2 separate regions of the Zea mays genome follow, and region 1 is linked to region 2. Evidence: chromatin contacts called from public Hi-C data. All regions are on one chromosome and are shown on one strand. Each heading gives the region's core, a stretch centred on a gene start, on an enhancer-like site or on the middle of the called end of the contact. The rest is flanking DNA. Distances are from core to core; before and after follow the strand shown. Region 1 overlaps LOC103626282 (zinc finger CCCH domain-containing protein 45). Region 2 holds the start of LOC100502480 (Auxin response factor 18).

Region 1 (6,971 bases), core at 1,768-4,267, 150 kb before region 2:
CTGCGGGGCTGCGCCTTGCTCTCGCAGTCAAGGCGACAGGACACCTTACGCCTCCGCACTCGCCTTACCACTTAGGCGTCGCTTTAGCGACGCTAAAGCTACACCTTAATAACCTTGAACCACGCATATGCTGTTCATCCTTAGTCTCGATTTATATTTCATCAGAGGTTATAATATTTTTTACGTTTGGCTCCGCCGAAGTGTCGTTTTTTCATCTGGCTTGCTGCCCATAATAGATGCAGGACAAGACAGCAGATCGATTAGCTAAGAAATGCCTAAACCACCATGAGAAATGTCTGCTATGTGACTAAGCTGAAGAAACTCTTGATCATCTTCTGGTGGCTTGCTCCTTCTCGAGAGTCTTTTGGTACCAGCTTTTCCGGAAATTTGGGCTTCACTCCCTAGCCCCCCAGCCGGCGGTCACCTCTTCTTGAATTGGTGGGAGGAGGTTTCAGAGGTGGTCTCAGGTGTCACCAGAAAAGGCCTTAACTCCCTTATTATCCTGGGTGCTTGGACTATTTGGATTCATCGGAACAAAATTGTCTTCGATGGATTGTCTCCTTGCCTCACCTATATCCTTGCTTGGGCAGATGAGGAGAGAAGTCGTTGGGAGGCAGCTAGGGCGAAGGGCCTATGTTCTCTGGCTGCTTCTGCAGCTGCTCCCTAGGGTGGTGTGTTGTTTGTTCCTTTCACATGATGAGTTCTTTTTTGTATGCTATTTTCTGGCCCCTGTGAGGAGGCCTGCTGATGTTTGGTCTACTTTAGACCTTTTTTCCTATCTTCTTAATATATAATATAAAGGGGCGCAGCTCTCCTGCTCGTTTTTGAGAAAAAAATTAAATATCAAACTTTTGTACACTTTATATGATGATTAAAACACTAGCTGAAAATGTAATCTTGCCGGAAGGATATTCAAAATTAATGTAGGCCAGAAAGAAAAGTAACAAAAATTCTAGTGCTATGCACACACTGATGATTGACTAGATTGTTGAAATCGTATACTTTTTTAATATATATATCTGCATTCTCGATTTTTTTTCCAGAATTTAATTTTTGAGTTCACTTCTGATTACTGCAGATCAGCAGAGATTGCCAGGAACTAGAACCTTTCGTTGGTGAGCAGTTGGCTTCTCTGCTTTATCTGGAGCCAGACAGTGAACTCACGGTAGGTTATGCATTTTACTGCCTATTTATCTTGTTTTTAATATTCTCATTACCTTGCTGTTTTCTTAAGCAGGCATATCAACCTAGTCCATTGCAACTACAACTGACAGCTAGGATTTGGGGGGTGTTTAATCTTGAATGCATTAGAGCTAATAGTTAGTGGCTAAAATTAGCTGGAGACATCCAAACACCCTAGCTAATTGTTCAGCTATTAGCTATTTTTAGTAAATTAGTTAATAGTTAGCTAGTTAATTCCACTAGCAAATTGTTAGCCAACTAACTATTAGCTCAGTGCATTCAAACACCCCCTTGGTCTAGTCACATTTGAACACCATTTGCTGTGTTTCTTAACTCTAAACTAGTTTTGTACTCCCGCTGTCCCATAATCCCATAATATAAGACATAACCATTTTTTATTCTTGTCCCATGATATAAGGGGTGCTCTCTCTAGACACACGTGCATCGACGCAGTAGTACTAGTGTTGATAGAGATAATTAAATACATTTATTGTTCTTTTATCCAGAGGTGGTTACGTCTTATATACTGGGCCGGAGGGATTAATTGTCAAATCATGGTTGTGGGTGACCATAATTGTCAAATCATGATTCATATAGCGGGGCTGTGCTAGAAAAGAGATGCAAGTGTTAGAATCCTGCCTATATGGCTAGGATAGTTAGATCGATCTCTATTTGGCAAGGATTTTCGTTGATACATAGATTGATCTCTATTAGGTAAGGATCTCAGTTGATTGGTGTTAGAATCTCGCATGTATAGCTAGGATAGATAGATTTATCTCTATTAGACAAGGATCTCTATAGATCGATCTCTATTAGGCAAGGATCTCTGTTGATTGGTTCAGTTTTTATTCTTGCCTATATATGTGTAACACCATATCTTCTACAATACATCGATAACCTTTCTATCAGGCAGCCCTCGCCTCGCAAGCCTGTCCGCAGTCCAACAGCGATCATGTTGTATTTGGTTCTCTTTGGACCATTTTTCTTCTTAATATATTAATACACAGCTCTCCTGTGTATTCAATAAAAACCCTTTCTATCAGGAAGATATTGCTAAAAGTTACAATATTTCTTTACGCTAAAGGTTCATTCTAATGGAGATAATGGCTACTTTTAGATTGACTAAAATTGAATAATGACACATCATATCTCTTCATGGACTAAGGACTAACAATGCATATACACTGGCTCTACTACAAGCAGCAGCATACAGCTGCACATGTTAGTCGGTGCTAGTGGTGTTTTGCTTAAAGAGATGGCATGGCACATTTTTTGTCAGAAGGCCTGGTCCACTTGTGTTTACTTAATATATATTATTTGTATTTTTCACTTGGTTTAAGTGTCTATTTCCTGTGTCTGGTGTTTTTGAATATGGGTTCAGGCTATGCTAATTGCAGCAGAGGCCAAGCGAGAGGAGGAAAAAGCAAAGGGAGTGAGTGCTGATGAGGCAGCTGATAATCAAGATATTGTGCTGTTTGATGACAATGAAGAGGACGAGGAAGAGGAAAGCGAGGAGGAAGAAGGCAACGCCCAAGAGTCTCAAGGAAGGGGAAGAGGAAGGGGGATGATGTGGCCGCCTCAAATGCCGATGATGCGTGGGGCAATGTTGGCAGGGCGTGGCTTCCCTCCTAACATGATGGGTGATGGCTTTGGTTTTGGCGGCGGTTTCGGCATGCCTGATCCATTTGGCATGCCACGCGGCTTCCCGCCATTCGTTGGCCCAAGGTTCCCTGGTGACTTTGCTAGAGGCCCGATGCCAGGGATGGGTTTCCCTGGCAGGCCTCCGCAGCCTTTCCCTCTGGGTCTTGACATGATGATGGGTCCTGGCCGTGGTCCGCTGATGGGAGGCATGGGAATGGGTGGGCCTGGACGGCCTAATCGTCCCATGGGTATGGCGCCCTTCATGCCCCCGCCACCTCCAAATAACCGTGCTGCGAAGCGGGAGCAGAGAAGGCCAGGGGGTGACCGAGGGGACAGGTTTGAAACAGCATCAGCATTAGACCAGGGCAGCAGGGGCCATGATAACACTGGAAACCCTGGAGCAGATGGAGCCAGAGCCCAGTCTGGAGACAGGTACGGTAGAAGCGCCCTTCGGGACGATGACAGCGAGAGCGAAGAGGAGGCCGCTCCCAGGCGATCAAGGAAACGATAGAGCGTCTCTGACATTTCATGCTGTTACTTGAAATGAGATGTACTGTTGAAAGATGAGTAGATTGTCTTCACCCAGATTAGAGCTAAGATAATGAAAATGTGGATTGTGTATAACTGTATGCTGTCAAGTGACATTGGTAGTTGAATTTTTCTTAGGCGGAAAAGGCAGCCGGCTGAGATTATTCTTCCGGAGGTGCATCACAGTATATGACTCCAGTTAGGAACGGGTAGAATAACGTTGGCATGAACTATCTGTTTAAGAGCTTGTTCGTTTCAACCAACTATCTGTTTAAAATTCTTTGCTAGTCAAAATTGAATAGAAATAAAAGATTTAATTCTCCTCAATTTCTTCCATGCAATCGAAGAAGAGTTCAATTTAGTCCTGACCTAACAAGCCTTAACGTGTAGTAAGTTAGTAACGGTTGAGAACTACGTTATCACGGATCACCCGATCCGCTCCCTTCCCTTCCGTCAGCAGTAGAGGCGCAAGAAGTTGTAGAAGACCCGTATCCCTTCCCAGAAGCACGACAGTGAAACACACGAGACACATGATGTAGAATTGGGCCTCTGGCTTCTTTCTCTTCTCTGTCATATGAAGGGGTGTACATGTTCCTTATATAGAGATGTGAGACCCCTCAGGGGCAAAGCCGATATTCGCCCACATAACCCTAACTAGGGTTACTTAACACTCCCCCTTGGGCGAATACCACGACCAACATATGCCTCGTTAAAACTCCGAAAAACCCAGTGGAAAAAATATGGAGAAAGAGTGCATGGTGATACAAATTGCATTTGCACTTTGTTGCCTCGTTAAAAACCTCATGTGAGAAACTTCAAGAAAACTCACCAAGGGAAAAGAGTACAACAACTGTCATCGGGACAGATTTCGATCCTTTGGGATCTAGATTCTATCGAATCTTCTACAAGGGCTAACTTTAGAAATGTGCTCCCCCTGATCCTTGCAAAACTATATCAATAATGCAAAATATCTTCTTCTAGAAGTATATGCACATAAAGATTTAGCAAACAGATTGCATATCCTTGCAAGGACTATTTCAGGAACTTTACCTCTACTCACTTTTAGGATATACGAGGTAAGTGCACGTATCAATATAAATAAACCACTTTGACTGATGGTGTTCGATCGACTAGATCTATATATTTAATAGAAAGTTCCATAAAGGTTCACATATTGATCATCAAACTCACGCCTTCAGGGCATAGAATATGACATTAATTGTCTCACGATTGTGATCAATATAAGCATTCGCTCCCCCTGACGATGACATCTGTCAAAGTCGTTATCCCTCATAACTCAAGCATATTCTTCAAGATATATGTCTCATTGTTCATCTGGAATAACGAGAATGGATGAGGTTGGGGTGCTATCATTTTCTATCTTACACCACAATTTATACATAGTTGTGCAAAGCAAATAACATGTCCTTCAATAGGACTTAGGGGATAATATAGTTACAATAGTACATATTCTAAATATGACACATCGCTCCAGGCGTTCATCCATTGCAACATCTATGATGGTGTATCAAAAGTCCATCGAAGATCGTAATCCATCAGGGATTTTTCATCGATCAGATACATCGTTATAGTCTGTCATTCTGGCATAATGGGGATACTTTGCCAGTAACACCTAAACCTTATAGGTTTCTGCCATCGTGGCTTTAGAGGATATCGTAATTCCACATCTAGTGGAAAATACCATGAGTAAAGCTCATGAAATGCACATGTGCTTATTCGGTGAACTTCAAGTCCTTTGGTACCTCATCTTATTCCTTTTCGGGTCTGTACGGGTCTTTATCCCTTGATAGGGATTATCAAACTTTGGTGTTCAACACAGACTTTGTTTCTTCTGGATAGGTTCCATCTGGGAACGATAGTCTCAACTACGAGATATTCTCCCTAAATAGGAGAGTGATCATTCATCAGGAATGTATTATTCGGTATGAGATTTATATGTTGCATATTTATAATTCAAATATATGAGTCCTCCTAGGATCTCATGACGGATCTTCAGAATCCTATTAACTGCATATTTTAATTCATGCCATTTGCCAGATATATTACATAGCGGAACAGTGGTTATTCAACACATATGTTGGATGGGTCTCTCACAAGACCACTTGAACCATCGCATTCACCACACATTATTTCAATAGTGCCCATAAATGTCCGAACTTCAAGCTCGTGACTTTCATTTTGCGATTATTGGTTCAACCTCGATCGCATTTATCAATGACCCGATAAGAGAGCTTCAAGCACTCGTGCCTAGGACTTTGTTTTGGATCCATTTGCAATCTAGAGAGGCAAGATAGATGTCGACACATTTGTCTCCCACATTTAATAATGATCTTCGTCATTTCCCAAAAACGAAAGATTCATTGTTCCGTATTCCTAGCACAATGATATTGCGCGCATTGCTAGGAACTTCATCATCAAGATGAACCTCTTCGTGAGGCAAATTACCAGCAGGGCGAGTTCGTCGGAGGAGAGTTATTATAGACCACGTGAATCTGCAATCATAACATATGCTTCGACTAAGGCTAATGAATCATATTCGCAGGCGTCCTCGAGAATAGATCAAATGCCAATAAGTCAAATGTGGATATGATATTAATCCAGGGTATATCCACATCTACATCAGGTAGAAGCATTCAAACCAATATGGTTAATCCTCAACGATTTCTGGCAAACTCCATATACACAGGAGTACACACTGAACGACAGGTTCAGTTTGGATTTTGCGCGTTTAATAGAATATTGAGACATTACATTATATGGGCATTCCTCCCCCTAATGCCGAGATGTTCTAAAAGCATACAGATAAAATTCCCAACCATAATCATCCAGTTGTGGGCAATGTATGCTATTGTGGTGATTTATTTGGGAAATCTTACGCACATTACAGATAGGGGTTTTATGCAGTGAGCTTTGAACTTAGATTAATGTAGTGGCATGAATACTGTCGGGGACCATAATTAGGGGTACCCTCAAGGCTCCTAATTCTCAGCTGGTAACCCCCATCAGCATAAAGCTGCAAAGGCCTGATGGGTGCGATTAAGTCAGGAATCGGTCCATACGAGGGACTCGATCACGCCTTGCCCGAGCCTGGCCTCGGACAAGGGCAGCCGACCCCGGAGGATCTCCGTCTCGCCCGAGGCCCCCCTCCAGCGGCGAACGTGTTCCCGGCTCGCCCGAGGCCCTGTCTTCGCCAAGAAGCAACCCTGACCAAATCGCCGCGCTGACCGACCAAGCCGCAGGAGCATTTAATGCAAAGGTGGCCTGACACATTTATCCTGACGCGTGCCCCCCAGCCGACAGAGCCGAAGTGACTGCCGTCACTTCGCCGCTCCACTGACCGGCCTAACAGAAAGACAGCACCGTCTGCGCCGCTCCGACTGCGGTGCCACTCGACGGAGTGAGGCTGATAGGCAGTCAGGCCCGGTCGAAGGCACCATAGGAAGCTCCGCTTCGCCCGACCCAGGGCTCGGACTCGGGCTAAGCCCCAGAAGACGACGAACTCCGCTCCGCCCGACCCAGGGCTCGGACTCGGGCTAAGTCCTGGAAGACGGCGAACTCCGCTCCGCCCGACCCAGGGCTCGGACTCGGGCTAAGTGGCT
Region 2 (7,361 bases), core at 4,603-7,102:
CTGCGTGCGCGCTATCTTGCTGCTCATCCCAACTCGACCGAACCGACGGACGCGATCCCGGTGCTCAGGCTTCTCGACTCCTGCCTGCTGACGTAGTCGTCACAGCTGCTACCGAGCCTCCGCGCGGGGGCCGAGCTCAGGAGCTCCAGGCCCTGCTTCCCCATCTGCTGCACCTCCTGCGGGGAGAGGATCTTTATGCAGGACACCGTGCTCACGAATTCCCTGTGGGGTTGGGTTGCCAACGCAATGTGAGGAAGAATGCAGAAAAAAAAAAAAGAAACAACGTCGCATGCAGTGCTTACTGCCAAGGGTCGTCGCCCACGAGAAGGACGTCCTCCTCACGGTCGACGAATACAAGCTGCCAGCCTGATCTCAATGGGTCTTCCAACTGGCCCTCAAGGCCAAATAGGCGCCCCAGTTCCCTACGGAGCTCGTGATAGCTGCTAAACCTAGTGATATCAAGCGACCTCCCGTAGGTTCCAGATTTGTAAACCTGTCATTCAAACAGAGAAAAACGTGTAGTAGATTAGTGCCAGTGTTGGTAACAAATTAGTGAGAGAGAGACACAGAACTTTACAGTGACTAGATTCTTATATCAAGTGTTACATGAACTATTTGTTTTCTAATAAAATGCCCCCCCCCCCCCCCCCCAAAAAAAAGCCTCATTGAATGATTATCCATTATATTCTACCAATATAATGATTAATACTTACAAGTATTAGCAATGTGCACATACCGACAGTTGTGAGCAAATAGTCAAATATTCGAGCAACCACATGTATATTCAGCGCATAAATAAAGTTCAATTCACATCTCATCCCAGTAAACAAAATTACTCACCTTCACGAAGGTCGCTGGTGGTCGGTTCACTTTGTCAGAATTATCTGAACATGGCGGGACGTACCCAGAATCATCTAAGCAGCCTGAAGAATTTAGTGTATGGTCCAGAGGAAAGTCATTCTGAGAAGGGCTGAGGAAATTGGAAGTGGAATAAGGTATAGCAGCTGAATCATTCCCGTTTTGGAGACCAGGAATGCCCCCTTGCATTAGCAGTGACTGCGAGTCTATACTAACACCGAACAAGAGATGATTTTGAGGATCAGAGTTCACATCTTGGTCAACCAAGCACCCTCTTCCGGGAAGTGGTGCCAACGCAGAGCTATGAGGTATACTAGCTGGTGCAGGGTCCAATTGTTCCATCTGGGATGAAACCTGAGGCCGAGAAGGAAGCAGAGACTCCACCGCGACACGCTTCGACGACCATGGGTCTGCGACAGGTATCGCAGTGGGCCTCGGCATACTGAGGTGAGAAACTGCTTCTGATGAGAACGGCCTCAGTGTGTTTTGCATGGTGTTACCATTGGATGGAGACAATGAACCTACATTCGTGTCTGTGAAGCTCTGTGCCTGCGAGAACGGTAATATAGTCTGCAGCGCCATAGGTGAAGACTGAGAAACTGGCGACAGCTGAGAAAACGGTGATAATGCATTAGATATAGACTGGTAGTTGGTCATATTCTGTTGTTGCATTTGCTGATGTTGGGGGACTGGCAGACACTGTGGTTGCTGCTGCTGCTGTGATTCTTGCTGGTGTTGCATCTGGGGCTTCTGCTCATTGAATGACTGGCTGCGTTGGATCTGCTGCTTGAGGAACTCAGACTGACCCTGTGCTTGGATTGTGCTCTCAGAGATGTTTTGAAGGTACGGTTGCTGCTGAAATTGATGATGTGCTTGCTGCAAAATCTGACTTGAAAGAAGCGGGGAAGCCCGGCCAGCTATGTTCTGGGGCTGCTGGAACTGCAGCATTGTGGGCGATGCCTGCTTTGTTGCATCCTGAAAAGCAGCTGTGGCCATCGCCTGATACATGTCAGGTTGCAGACCAAGTAAGGTAGCATCCAGCCTTGGCTGCATCCAAGGGCTCATACCAAGTCCACCAAAATTTAACGACTGAAAACCAGGATTTGCGGTATCTCGAAGCCACATGAGAGAGTTAGCCAGGTCATCATCCTTCCCACCTATGGATAGACATGACAAGAAAGGTTATTGGCGATATAATGCATATTGCAGAATTATTTGATAAGCTAACATATCTAACAAAGGCTAGCTAAACATAACTGCACCTCATACCATGCAGAGAAGGCAAGCCTGTTGGCCATGGACGCTTGAGCCTGAGCGGAAAAGGAGATGGATACATTGGGAAAGTTGTCAGGGGTTCAATCTCCCATAGTGACACCCTTGGTTGTCGCTCACCAGCAGTTGACTCATCCCAGCCAACCTATATTCATTCACAGGTAAAATTTGTGATCATACAAAACCATGAAGTAGGTATCTCTGGGAGAACAAACATTAAGGGAGTACTGTAGTAGTATCGTTTTCAACTGAAAATTTGCAATAGAAATGGTTGACAAGGGCATGTAGTAACCAGAAGAAACAAGAGAAGCACAGGCCCAAAATATACCTTAACAGAACGCCAGTGTGAATTTGGCCACCGAACAGAATCAAGATCACAGATTCCGGTAATTGTCCCCATGTATCTGGAATTGAATGCATTTGATCTGGTTAGACTGCTCATACAACTTATGATTGCATATACGGTAGTTCAATATTCAGTGTAAGGAAAGAGGTATATTGACATGTGAACTGGAGCACAGATCATGACGAATACAGTACTAAAAAATAGACAAAGGCAATGTGTAGGAAAATGGTAGAGAAAGAAAAATTAAAATGGCAAATTAACTAACAGTTTAAACATACAAGGTGAAGTTGCAAACAGATTTGAACTTACCTCCTAACGCTAGACTCTTCTGTCTCAAAAAGCATCCTGAATCGCATCCCCACAGATATGCGGGTATGATACACAGCCTTAACATACTTTACGAGTGGTATGACAAACTCTGAAGGGCTTGCCCTGCAAAAGCAACTGTTAAAACAATTGACAGGAAAAACGTCCAAACAATAAGTGACTACAAATGTTCTACCTTGGGTTGTAAAAAATTGTAAATCGGCTATTTGTCGAAGCAGCATGAGCAGCTGCAGCAAGAAGACCGATATGCATGCTATCGCTTGATAAGACTGAAGATGGCATGACAGTTTGTGGCCGATTTGCACGACGAATTCCCAGCAGAAGCTGGTTATTGTCATTCCTGACAAGGCAATGAGACATAAAATCAACCAAAAAGAAACTATCTGATGGGCAGGAGACAAAAGAGAGAGAGGACAAGTGAGTGTTTGGAATGCCTAAAGTATGAACATCAGAACATACCAGATAAAAAGGACAGAGTCGCCAGCAACGAGTCTCTTTGCACTTACAAAGACACTCCAACCTGTAGTTAGAAGATGCCGCTTTGGCTGGCCTGCATCAAGGACGGTATTTTGAAGGTTATGCAATAGCCCTTACTGTTGAATGCACAGCGAAAAGAGTGAAAAGGAAAAAAGAAAAATTGCTCACCACGAAAGATGTGACGGAATTTCCACTCATTGCCATGAAGATCTTTTGCCATCAACTCCTGGCATGGGGGTTGCTGGGTGAAATCCTACATAGTATTTGGCAAATTAGATAAATCTAAGGAAACATAAATATTTGAGAAGTTCACTTTCTGCAACAAAATCAACATAAATAATGAGCTTGAAACTTGAGAGAAGTAGCACATACCAGTGGAGGAAACACTTTCTCAGCTGCTCGACGGGGAACGGAGAACCCACCATGGGTACTGGTATCACTTGCTGTTAATGTTTTGCAGAAATAGTTTGTTGGCTGTTTATTGGCCGAACCTAATTCTGCAGGTAAATATGGGTCCTTCAGTTCTTGCTGCACAAAAAGCAAGCCAAAGATTACTCTCCGTAGATCCCAAGAGAAGTTTGCATGTTATATGGCACAAATAGGCAGAAACAATGTAATTTACCGGGTTGAGTGGTTGTAGTGTCATCTGTGCATATACCTCATCTGTCTCTGCATCAGCCTGAAAGAAGAGAAAAAAACACAGATAATGAAACAGAAAACTAAGGTTACCCGGCTTAAGGAGAAAGTGTTCCGAGGCTCCAAGCTTACATGCATCGTCACATTATGAAGTTGGCATATAAGCTGTGGCGGCAGATTAGGATAGTTGGGGATCTGAGACTCTATTTCCTTGTTTGTTGATGCTGCTACCTGCAGTAGAAATTCACCAAGAACTTTGTAAAACAGGGAGAAATTCTGGAGTCTTGAAAATACAGGCAGAGGCTAATTGGGGGTTCGAGCTTGACAGCCGAACTGGAAGAGGACATAGGATTCACGGGCATGGTGAGCATTGTGCACTAACCTGCTCGCTGTGGCCCTGAGGGAAGTACACAACTCGGCTACCCACCGCGGGCAAGGAAACAAGCGGGCCGGCACAAGCATGCCACAACTCCGAGTTCAGGCACTTGTGCTCCTCCACAGCTGTAATGGCACAAGTATTTGTTTGTTTTGAGCACAAGATTCAGTACTGCAAGTTTCTTCAGCAACGAAATATCAAGGGAGAACAAAACTGGGGACAGGCTTATGCCAACAAAAAAAAATGTTTCAGAAAGTAGATGGTACTACATAAATTCCAATTCTAAGTGCAAAAAATTGAGAATCAAGATGGGGTGTTAACTTATAATAAGTGTCCTTAAACTGGAGGGACAAGGGAACTATTTTTACAGCTTAATCGAAAAAAAAAACAGTCGGAGAAATATCATGAAATCAACATGCAGCAAGAACTAGTAGACAAAAGGACCAAAATCGAAAGAACAAACGGTTTCCAGTTTGTGACAGCAACACCTTCAAAAGAAACCATCAAAACAAATCCAGATAAACCTCGCAAATCAAACACGTCGGCGCTGGGTCGCTGCTACGGGATCACCCGGCCACAGAGCAGGTTTAAAGCAGAGGCATTTAGTAACAAAACAGAAACCAAATAGCAGTCCTACAACTCCAACTGAAACTCAATACGGAAGAGGAATACAACGAACGGGGAAGGAAGTGCATTAATGAACAAGACAACAGCGAGAGAAATCGAAGTCGGCGCAGCAGAGCAGGCAAAGGAGTACCTTCCGGCGAGCCCGGCTGAGCCGGCAGGACGCTGCCGGACGACGACGAGAGCCTCATTTCCGCCCGTTGCCGAAGAAACAACCGGGTCGCCGATCTGAGGGCGGTACAAGAGCCGGCAAAGGACGGGAAGAGGAAGGAAAGGTTCCTCCTTTCCAGGCCAAATCACAGCGCCTTCCCGAAAACCATTCGCTTTCCCAGTCCCTCCCCCTCCTCGCCAAGTCACCGCGAGAGGGCAGGGAGCCTCCTCTCTCTCTCACACACACACACCTTTTTTTCTCTTCACCGCGCGCCGCGACCGCGGCTCTCGAAGATTACCGCCACCGGCGCGGCCGGCGCCCAAGCAAGCGCAAGCGCAATCTTTCCCTTGTACAATCAGAGGAGCACAAGTCAGTTGCTTGGTGTGGCTGGCTACGATGTTTGAGCAGCGCGAATGCGCAGAGCAAAAGCTTATCTTGTCCCGGAGCCGAGAGACCCGGCTGCTGCCGCCTCGGCCGCCGCCGCCACCGATGGAGTCGATCGATTAGGGGAGGCGCGGCGTCAGATCCCGAGGTCCTTCGAACGCGGTTAGCGCCGCGCTCCAAGCGCCCCGGCCGCCGCCCTCCGGCAGATCCGCCCGGCGCCGGGGAGGGGTGCCAAGAGCATGCTCGCCGCCGCTTCTGCTGCTGCGGCTGCTACTACCACGTCTACGACGCAGAGGCTGGGAGAGGGGCTAGCTGGAACAGTTGCAGCCGCCTTGCAGGGCAGGGAGGGAGAACTGGAGAAGCGCGCGCGTCCCTATGCTTGGTGCTCTGGTATGCTTTCGCTTGCTCGCTGCGTCTCGTTGCTTCTTCACCCCCTCTCCCCTCGGTCTCCGCTCGCTTCCGGCTGGCCGCTGCTACTCCCAAGTTTGTTCTCGGGGTTTTAACCCCCCACGAGTGGTGCTCCTCTTTTTCAGCTTTGCTCTTGCTATGCCTATGCTATGCTCCCCCCTTCTCTCTCTCCTCCCTTGCGTGATTTTTCTTGTCAATTCTCTATGTCCTTGCTTCTGTAGAGTACGGCTACTGGTTCAGTGGCTCTGTGCCTGCGCTGCGCTGCGCCGCGCGCGACGTGCAGTCGCACATGTACAGTGCTCCGCGTGCCGCACTCCCGACCCCCCCCGTCACGTCCTCATCTTGTGGCGTGCTGATTGATGCCTGGCAGGTGCTTAAGTCTCACTGATCTCCTATTATGCCTGCACTGACTGACTGGTACGGAAGCAAGATTAGCATGCCGTTGCCATGTACTTACTGTGCTGTGCCGGTAGCAGAGTGCTAGCGTGAGAAGCAGCTCGTAGTCGCATGCTGTTGGCGAGTGCAGGAATCGTCCTGCTCTACTACTACTCGCTCTCCCCTCCAACACTTTCTTCTTTTTGACTTGCAAGGCTGTGGTAGTAGTAGTACCGTACGAGTACGATGCCTGCACGCACGTGTACGTCTGCCTGTGGTAAATTTTGATTGGACTGGTGACTGGCTGCATAGTCGCAGTAAAATTCGCCGACAGCAACCTCACTGACGACGACGATCCATCCATCCACCCGTGTCTGAAGCCTGAGCTCAGCATCGAACCTGCTGCTAGTGCTAGCTGGTAGAGTAGTAGCTGCAGCTATAGCACTGCAGTAAATAGCCCGCCGTCGTCAATGAAACCTGCACGCCAATAGCCCGCCGTCGCCGATAGAAAACGGTGAAAGTGAAAGGAACGTGAGCTGTTAATGAAGTGCCTGAGCCGAAACAGAGAAATGGCAGAAGCCAAAAGTAAAATAACCGCGGGAACGAACCTGCTGGGACGCAGAAATGGCAGCCCATATGGTCCCTAGTACTCCCTTCCTGGCTCACGAGCCACGTCCAAGATCCATCCAGGCAACCACCAGGGCGACGCCGACGGAGGCGAGACGGACGGATCAGTCGATGGCGATCGGCGGCGCCGGCCGCGAGCCGCACACGTTTTGGTTGGTTCCTTTCCTTCTCTTTCTTCTCGTTCCAGTGGACCGGAGCGGAACTGTTCCTGTCGACCAACAGCTGAAGACAGAGGCGTCCACGACCGAGACCGTGCGGCGTATTATACGCGCGTCCTCCTATACGAGGAGCGTACAGGGAATCCGGAACCTGAGAATTAACACCACGCTTTGGGCTGGCTGGGCACTGTGATGATGACTCGGAGCTGCTCGGTCGTCGTCCTCGTGATGCCGGCCGATGGGCGATGGCTCTACGCCTCGACCTGGGGAATCTTTTCTCTCACTTTTTTTCCTTCTAATTCTAAGAAAGTAATAATATAAAGTCCATTACTACGCGGCTAT

What was found. A called contact is a pair of places that touch in the nucleus more often than the background predicts.
Region 1: a Hi-C map of ear shows a contact between it and region 2, with 2.5 times the contacts expected there. The contact joins the enhancer-like site here to the promoter of LOC100502480 in region 2. A contact is called at or near these places in 6 of 25 Hi-C or Micro-C datasets (bundle sheath, ear, leaf and 1 more).

Annotation. Positions count from the first base shown.
Region 1 is chr5:43,940,642-43,947,612 of Zm-B73-REFERENCE-NAM-5.0, reverse strand. LOC103626282 (zinc finger CCCH domain-containing protein 45) reads left to right here. Exons shown (of 7, transcript XM_020538318.2): 6 at 1,079-1,165; 7 at 2,564-3,671. The coding sequence ends at 3,334. Among protein-coding and RNA genes, the nearest start is that of LOC103626282, 14 kb to the left of the region's middle. Within about 2 kb of position 3,017, at least 20 of the 20 cell types and tissues checked have an H3K27ac peak or open chromatin away from gene starts, as enhancers often do. A contact at or near this core is called in bundle sheath, ear, leaf and 1 more, where this site is marked.
Region 2 is chr5:43,788,551-43,795,911 of Zm-B73-REFERENCE-NAM-5.0, reverse strand. LOC100502480 (Auxin response factor 18) reads right to left here and starts at 5,852. Exons shown (of 15, transcript NM_001346802.1): 1 at 5,502-5,852; 2 at 5,050-5,416; 3 at 4,299-4,417; 4 at 4,049-4,147; 5 at 3,903-3,959; 6 at 3,653-3,808; 7 at 3,449-3,533; 8 at 3,263-3,353; 9 at 2,979-3,143; 10 at 2,786-2,908; 11 at 2,459-2,534; 12 at 2,128-2,275; 13 at 841-2,015; 14 at 303-493; 1 more. The coding sequence starts at 5,107. The coding sequence ends at 24.